2 separate regions of the Mus musculus genome follow, and region 2 is linked to region 1. Evidence: chromatin contacts called from public Hi-C data. All regions are on one chromosome and are shown on one strand. The core of a region is the stretch at or near the end of the contact, and the rest is flanking DNA. Distances in the headings are between cores, read along the strand shown. Region 1 overlaps Gm39129 (a long non-coding RNA gene). Region 2 has its middle 8.4 kb from the start of Gm32594.

Region 1 (3,941 bases), core at 66-2,565:
CATCTCTGCATTATTAATGTCACATGGGTATTGAATGGCTGCTATTGTGACTTATATTTTAATAAGTCAGTGAAAGAAGAAGAGCAATTGCTTCACTACAGTGCCCATGGGTCAAAGGTGTAACAGCGCAGACCATTTGATAGAGCTGCGCAGAGCATGCTTGGTGGGGATGCAGGCTGAGAAGCTGTCCTCCCCTCTGCCCCTTCACAGGGGCGGAGCCAGGCTGGGTTTCTAATGCCAACCTCGCCACTGTGCCTGAATAAAGGGCACCCTAGGGTTTATACGTTCCCCACAGAAGAATATAGGTAACCCCCTTTTATTCCTAAGTAATAAGAGGCATAACAAAGAGGCCTCTTTGAACATTGTAGGATGACAATGCCATCGAGTGATAGTTTGTTTCCTGCTTGCCAGGAATTGTATCAGAGTTTCTTTACACATTCCACGGTCCATTCGAAGTACAGTTTCTTGCGACAGGGAAAATCATGACCTCACCAAAGAAAGCAGGCTGCTGCCCCTTTCCTGATAGGCCTTCCTAAAGGCCTGGGAAAAGGAGCTGTGGATTTTTGTGCCGAGCAATGAAAAACAGAATAAAAGTCCCATCACTCCATGTGCTTAGAAAGCGCCAAAGTTATTTGTCCTGAGGTGTCTGATCTGGAAAGACTGCCAGCCCCGGGGCGATTGAGTTCTTTGAAGGTTTCATTATGGTGAGTTGAATAACCCATAATATAAAGACGGAGCAGACAAGTTGGAAAACTTGCAGCATATAAACTTTTACTGAACTAAGTCCCTTCATTAAATTGAAGCAGCACCTTTGAACTGTGGGGCTCACGTCTGCGCAGTAATAAGCTTCATGTGGACTATGACGTTTCTATTAGATGTCTAACGGGTCTTGGAAAGGCCCCAGCACATCTAAGAGTCTGACCGAGGTTCTGTTTACAGCAGCCTAGCTGAGAGCTGCCCTGGACTGCCCAGCTCTCTTGAGCATTAACCCTGGTTCTGCCGCTCTGAGGAGGAGCCTCCGGTCCTTTGCAAACAGCTGGGGAGGGAGGGGGAGAGCGGAAGGGGGGTTCTGCCCAGCCTTGCAGGCACTATGCTTGCTCTCACAAATGACTAGGGAGATGGTGAGAGCAGCCTTTGCTCCTGGCTGTCACTCTCCCTGGCAAAGGCATAAGCTGAAGAGGACAAAGGACTCTGCCAAACCAGGAGCAGGCCCAGTGGCGGGAAGCAGGGAAGCACAGGCCACACTGGAGGGATGGTTTTGACAGCCTGTTCTTGCAACTCACAGTGCTCAAAAGGAAGCTTTTGGCAGAGGCTGGAGGGAGGTGCGCTTGGCACTGAGAGTCCCGGCAGAGCAGATGGGCTCTCCCCGTCTAGACAGAATGGTACTGTCCCAGACGGAAAGGTCTCCCAGGCCAGACAGTCCTGAAGCACCACCCTGCTGAGGGGCCTCACAGGCGGAGAAGGCAGAAAATAAGAGAACAGCGGTGTCCGTGCAGGCAGGGTAATTAGCAGGGTGAGCTAGGTCCACAGCCAGTGTGTGTGTGTGTGTGTGTGTGTGTGTGTGTGTGTGTGTGTGTGTGTGTATGCGTGCATGCGTGCATGCGTGTGTTCTTCTGTGTGTGCATGTGTATGAGTGTGTCTGTGTTCTTGTGCATGTGTATTCATGTGTGTATGTGTGTGTCTTGCACTTCTCTACACGTCACCCATGAGCTCAGTGTAACAGCCTTCCACTGGGGTTTTAAAGGCAATTACAGAAAGTCAACAATTCTGTAACAGGATTTGTTTCTCAAGCAAGTCAAAGAAATTCCCTTTCCACAATTTGTTTCAGATGTCAGGTTTCAAACGCAGAATCGCTAAACTCAGAATCTAAACAATGATGCTGTCAACAACCCAGTGGCCTTGGATCTTGCATTTAAAACAATGCGTGGGAATGAACGCTCATGGGAAGGGTGTGTATTTTCAAGTCGTGGACTTGGCAAACATGAAAACTGTAGAACAACATGGCTCCTCATTTTAAAGCACAAACCCTTCACAGCCTCCCTGAGTTGAGACTCTGGCTCTGTTGTTCCCTCCAGAGGAAGTGCTCCTTGTATGGTCCTCGTATCTATTGGCTCTTTCTGCATACATCTGCTTGCTTGAAGGTATTAGCATGAGTTTGTATGCATTTAATTTGTGTAGATCTTGGTTTGCAAAGAGCACAGGGGAAAGTAAGTTGGTCCCTTTTTTGGTGATGTACTACAAAGCTCAAGGCAGCACGGACCTGCCTTTGAACAATGAGTGTCACATGTTCACTTATACACAGCGAGAACAAATTTCAGTCTACCTGAATTTCAGTAATTGCTTCAGTTGGTGTCAGGGTCCTCTGTTAATAGACCAGGGCAATTAATTGTCTTTGTCTAAAGATGACACAAATTTGAGACACGTGGTCTGTGCTGTGTTCATGGAAGTTAACCAGAGACCTAAAGATATGTGCTACTTTGTATAAAACAGTGCATATTTTTAACACCAAACTTCCTCAGAGCCAGACCCTCAGTACAGGGAAACTGCTTCCTGTTTCATTCACTGTCATTTCAAGACACTTTTAAAAAAATATGCATAGGTCTTTCGAGAGATGGTGCATGGCCCTGTTCAGAATGTTGCCCTGGTTAAACAAGCTCTCCAGTGGGCAGGAAGCTGTGTGTAACAGCAGAGTCAGGAGGGTACCAGTGTGCTGCATCAGGCTTTGTGTTTTGCAAAGAATGCTCACTGGCCATTCAGGAAAAGCATTCGCCTCTCTCTCAGCAGTCTTTACGTCCATAAGGAAGACATCCCAGGGAAATGAGGTGACATGACTGTGTATGGAAAAAGTGGTCCCTGCCCTCAGTCACCATTCTGTCTTGGTCCTCACAGGGTCAAGTTGAGCAAAGGACAGAGGCTTTGACCCCTGGTATTGAACACAAGCTGTGCATGGCTGCCAAGAATGGCCAAGGGTCTATTTCAGTCTGTGTTTTGTCAGCTTCAGCACTTAATGCTATGCCTGATACATAATCTAAGGTCACTGTTGAAAATAAAATCTAGGTAGGTCTCTAGAAATGGGAGAGACATGGCGAACAGATAACAAACACAGTGTCAGTCTCCGCACAATAGGCTCTTAGCAAAAACTGTAAGACACATCTGTTGCTCAGAAATTATCCCTCCAGATAAGGGTTTGGAATGGATAAACATCACTGTTAATAGAGCTAAGAAGTTGCTGCCTTTGAGCTTGGACCTATAAAAATTTAAAGTTACATCAGCTGGTGTTGAGTAATTTAAGGAGAATTCATTTTAATCCAATGGAAACATAACTATCATAAAATAATTTACTTCCAAGAGGAAACTATTATCTATGCTCTGTAGAAATGTTAATCATTTCTCTGTCTTTAACATCAAACTAATAAATGATTTTTTTCCTTGCAAAGTAAAGCCCACATCTCCACATAAGAAAATAGAGAAGTCAACTGCTCTCAAAGTACAAAGCAATTATTTCTTAGGCTGCCCTTTCCCAGATGGCTCTAGGGTTAAATAGAGGCTTTTATTTGAAGAGGTTGGTAAGTGGGTATTTTGGCAAGTTGGGATGCTAGGGAAATGATTTTTGTTATGCATGAGGCTCTTTGCTTTCAAGTTTTAGTATCAACAATATACTGTGTAATTAAAAAATAATAATAAAAATTCCTTTTCATTGGTTGGCAAAAAGATTGGATAAGGAGAAGGTGGAGAGAAGGTAGCCCTGCTTGATACTCCCGAGCTGTGTTATGCGCTCATGGGGATTCTCTGCCAATTCTTTCTAGAGCCTCACTTTCCCTGTAGGCTGGTGCTCTGAGTTCTCTGGGTGTGTCTTCTGGGCTTTGCACATTATACCTACTCCCTAGTAAGCAGCGGTCACACCTAAGTCACTCCTCACCTTGTCAGCACTGTCTATAGCT
Region 2 (3,841 bases), core at 719-3,218, 150 kb before region 1:
ATTTATACACCCTGATGGTAAAAAGGTTCCTGTGGTAGGCTAATGAAAGCATCTACACATACACACACACACACACACACAAACACATACACACATGTAAGCACATATACACACACACACACACACACACACACACACACACATATACTCACACACTCATATACACACATTGAATTGGAGTTCCATATATAATTCTTAAATCCTTAGAGTCTAAAATCACACTAAATCTCTAGATTTCGCCACCTGATATATCTCCTGATTTGTGTCCCAGATCTATAACCTATATGTCCCCATTTCCTCTGACCTCTGATGACCCTAGCTTTGCTCTCCACCTCTGTGCATTTTAATTTATTATTCTGGTTTTGCATAAGACAACCGTGCATGTCTTTCTCTCTATTACATTGGTTACTGAGCTGAATGAATGGGTTCTGGGGTAGTGGCTCCCTCTCTCCCTTTCAAAGCCAACTATGTAGAGGGCAATCCAAATGGCAGTCCTGTGGTTGACAGTGCTACATTGCTCACTTTGAAACCTGTAAGGTTATAACGTTGCAGTTCTGTGACCTTTTGGAAGCAGACATCAACCAATGTCTTTTCATTCCAGAAAGGCTACCAATGGCAGACCAAAGAAAGGACTCCACCTGGGTCAAGCTTGGACAGCCAATGAGCTGGTGCTGCCTACAGGAGCACATGTGGGGGTCACCTACAAGGGCATGGCTTACTTACAGGAGCATGTTGACCAAAATCAGGCACATCACTGATGATATCCACCTTCGAATGGATGAGAACGCATCAGAACTGCATCCCTGGAACTTCTTCACACCTCACAAACTGCTCTGCCTGCTGCAGTCGCCTCTTCAGGGAGAGGCCTTGCGTCTACAAAGTTCTAGAAGCTTCCTTAGCCTTATCAGCTGTCCTGTGAGCCTTCCTCTTCCCTCCAGTAGGGACGGTTTCAATTCATAAAAATGAATTTGAATAGCTACATACATACCTCAAATAGAATGATTGCTTGTGAAAAAATAAAGTCCACATGCATTTACTTGAGTTTTGTCCAGAATTGACCCTGCTGAATGGCTGCATTGGTAATTAAATCTTGTTGATTATCTCCCAGGATGAGTTTGTGTCTCTAAGTCAACCAGGAGCAATTACATGAACAAATCTGTATTTATCTAGACTGCTGTTCATGAGGGACAAATACCACATTCCAAGCCTTGGTGCCTCTGTGTTGGTGAAACTGGTAACAGCCTTGCAGTGAACAAGTTCGTAGTTTGACTACGCTTTTCTCAAATCCTAGCTCCAGTGTAGGGCTGTGCTCTTGGCTCCACCCAGTTTTCATAGGTGAAAGAGGTTACTGTTGCTTACTAAGATTTGCAGCTTATGAAAGCCCATGTATTCAAATGAAGAGTTTTTAGTTCAGTCAGACTCTGAAAACAAACATACTCTGGGGTGTGCAGTGTTCTGATGCTGCTAATTAAGACACACATAGATAAGAAAGGCAAATGTCCATTCATGTCACTTAACACACGGTTTCAGATCAGAGAGAATCCAAGCGTACATGTTCCTCTCTTTCTGCTTCTCTCTGTTTAAAGAGACTTGGAGGAGTCTCTTCTATAACATAAACCAAAGCTTTGCACTAGATTCGGGGATCTTTGGAAGTGTAATATTTAGATTCCTGCAGCGTGGCCTGGAATCTGGGTCACTGTCCCATATTCCTGCTGTCTCATGGATGAGCACTCTAAAGACCACTTGCTTCTGATGTCACCAGGGAAAACGGACAGCTCTTTTCTCTAATGTGCATCTTTAAAAAGGAGTAACAGAGGCCAAAGAAGAAAAACAGCAGCCAGTAGGAGGGGACACAGAGTCCAGGAGGTGAGTGCCAGGCAAAAGAGGGTCATGGGGTGTCTGCCAGTTGAGCTCACATGGGAGAACAGATTAAAATCATCAAACACAGAAGTGCCTGACCTCGGGGAAGCAAATGGAGTTCTGCCATCTCGATCCTGCTCCTAGACCTAGCACATGGCCTTCTTTGCTCTGTCACAGTGTCCAGACATGTTAAGATCACCTCAGTGCACAGAGATGGAGAAAAGCAATGTGAGAGTGGGGGAGGCAGCTGGCTGGTGGCCCCTCTGGGGAGCTGGAAGTGTTGAGGGGGCACTGATGCCTGTAAAGGCATTGAAGTCATCTATATCTCGTGCTTCTGGACTCTGGGTCTCCTAACTACACACACACTTTGCACTTGGTGGGTGTTTTCTCTGCTGGCCAGAGAGCTACTGAGCTGCATTTCGCATGTCTTTCAGACACGGCTGCCTTCTGGGGTGAGACGTGGAGAATGTCTTCCACGAAGCTCAGAGTTTGCCTGGTGCTTCAGTTAGGAAGCCAGAATAAAGAGTCTAGCCTGGGAACCCCTGAGAGCTCCATATCCAGCAGCAGCCTCCAGCCTTCTGCTGAGTCACACCTCAGGGAGCACACCCCTCAGTCAGGATGGCAACCTGGGAAACCAAGGAACGCAGCCCATCAGAAGATTTTCCCACTGTCGACACCACCTTGTAGCCTACCCAGCTCTGACTTTCCTGGGTGATCTGCCTTCTTAGAAGGAAGCCTGCCGCTGCCCTTGTAGGCTTTCCTGATCTATGAGCATGAAGACATTGCTTCTCAGACATGGTTTCACTGTTTGGCCTGGGCTGAGCTTATTGCTTATAGGAATCCTCCTGTCTCAGCTTTCTGAATTCTTAGATTATAGTTGTGCACTATTGCCCCACATAGGATCCAGGCTTTTTGTATCTAACATGAACTCCATCACTGCTATAAGGCCAGTCCGGACTGGCTTCTTCCCCCTGCTCAATTTGGATATTTGTTCTATCCATGCCCTGGAAGAGTTCTCAGGAAACATAGTCCTGATTCTCCCATGATGGACAGGAATCAAAGGTGAAAGAGGAACTCTCGGGTTAGAACTGAAGTCTTCCTCCCATATTGGAAACAAGCCTGCGGGGTTGGTCTGAACTCCAGCCTGGCTTAGCTCCCTGCCCTCTGCCACCAGTCTCAGCTCTACAGCCAGCCAGGCTCAGTCACGGAGTTCATTCTGTCTGGATGGGGATGCAGAGCCCTTGGCTCAGCTCCTCTCTAAAACCTCAGGGGAGACCTTTGACACAATTCCAGTGTGTCCAAGTTCAAGCCACTTCAGTTCAAACCCATGCGTGCTTTCTGGTTTATCTTCTAAGAGTTTAGAAACCCTGCAGCCATCACCACCCCACAACCCTGTGCGCATATGCACAGGCATTGTGCACAAGGGCCCAAGGTTCTGTCTGACATGGCCTAACCACTTCTTCCCCATCGTAAACCCCGCTGTTCTTTGAAAAGCCACTGTCTCCATCTTTAGCTCTTCCTTCACAACTTGCTTCCTTAGATTGCAGCCCCTTTCTTCCTCTGTTGCAAACGCTACATTTAGATTTACAGGAACTGTCCATAGTGGAACATCTTGTTCCATGTGAGCCCGATTGTGGATTGTGACATTGCTGTCTTCATCATGGCTCCCTGGAAACAGAAGGGTCCCTGCTGTCCCACACAGCTGGCCAGTGTCTGGCTGGCCGAGGGCCCTGCATGACAATCATTCTGTACACGCAGAACCCAAACCTTCATGTTTTCCAGGTGGTCAGAGGTGAGGAAGGCAGACATTCCTGTGTGAACAGTTGAGTCCGGGCTTGTTAGTAGCTATGAACTTGGTGGGATATTTACTGTAGAGTTTAGTCTCTTCTTGACTGATGAGAAACTCTGGTGAAGATTCGTGTGGAAGCTTTTTCCCTGTGCCTGGGGCCACATGCTGAGTCCTTGAGGAGAGTTCTCTGGG

Evidence for each region. Hi-C and Micro-C count contacts between places; a contact is called where the count stands out from the background.
Region 2: a Hi-C map of the N1E-115 cell line shows a contact between it and region 1, with 2.5 times the contacts expected there. The contact joins two enhancer-like sites. A contact is called at or near these places in 3 of 484 Hi-C or Micro-C datasets (the N1E-115 cell line, embryonic stem cells and nephron progenitors).

Annotation. Positions count from the first base shown.
Region 1 is chr8:10,758,380-10,762,320 of GRCm38.p6, reverse strand. The region is part of intron 2 of Gm39129 (a long non-coding RNA gene); the gene reads right to left. Among named protein-coding and RNA genes, the nearest start is that of Gm32429, 13 kb to the right of the region's middle. Within about 2 kb of position 1,315, at least 126 of the 459 cell types and tissues checked have an H3K27ac peak or open chromatin away from gene starts, as enhancers often do. A contact at or near this core is called in the N1E-115 cell line, where this site is marked.
Region 2 is chr8:10,910,783-10,914,623 of GRCm38.p6, reverse strand. No RefSeq gene overlaps it. Among named protein-coding and RNA genes, the nearest start is that of Gm32594, 8.4 kb to the left of the region's middle. Within about 2 kb of position 1,968, at least 23 of the 459 cell types and tissues checked have an H3K27ac peak or open chromatin away from gene starts, as enhancers often do. A contact at or near this core is called in the N1E-115 cell line, where this site is marked.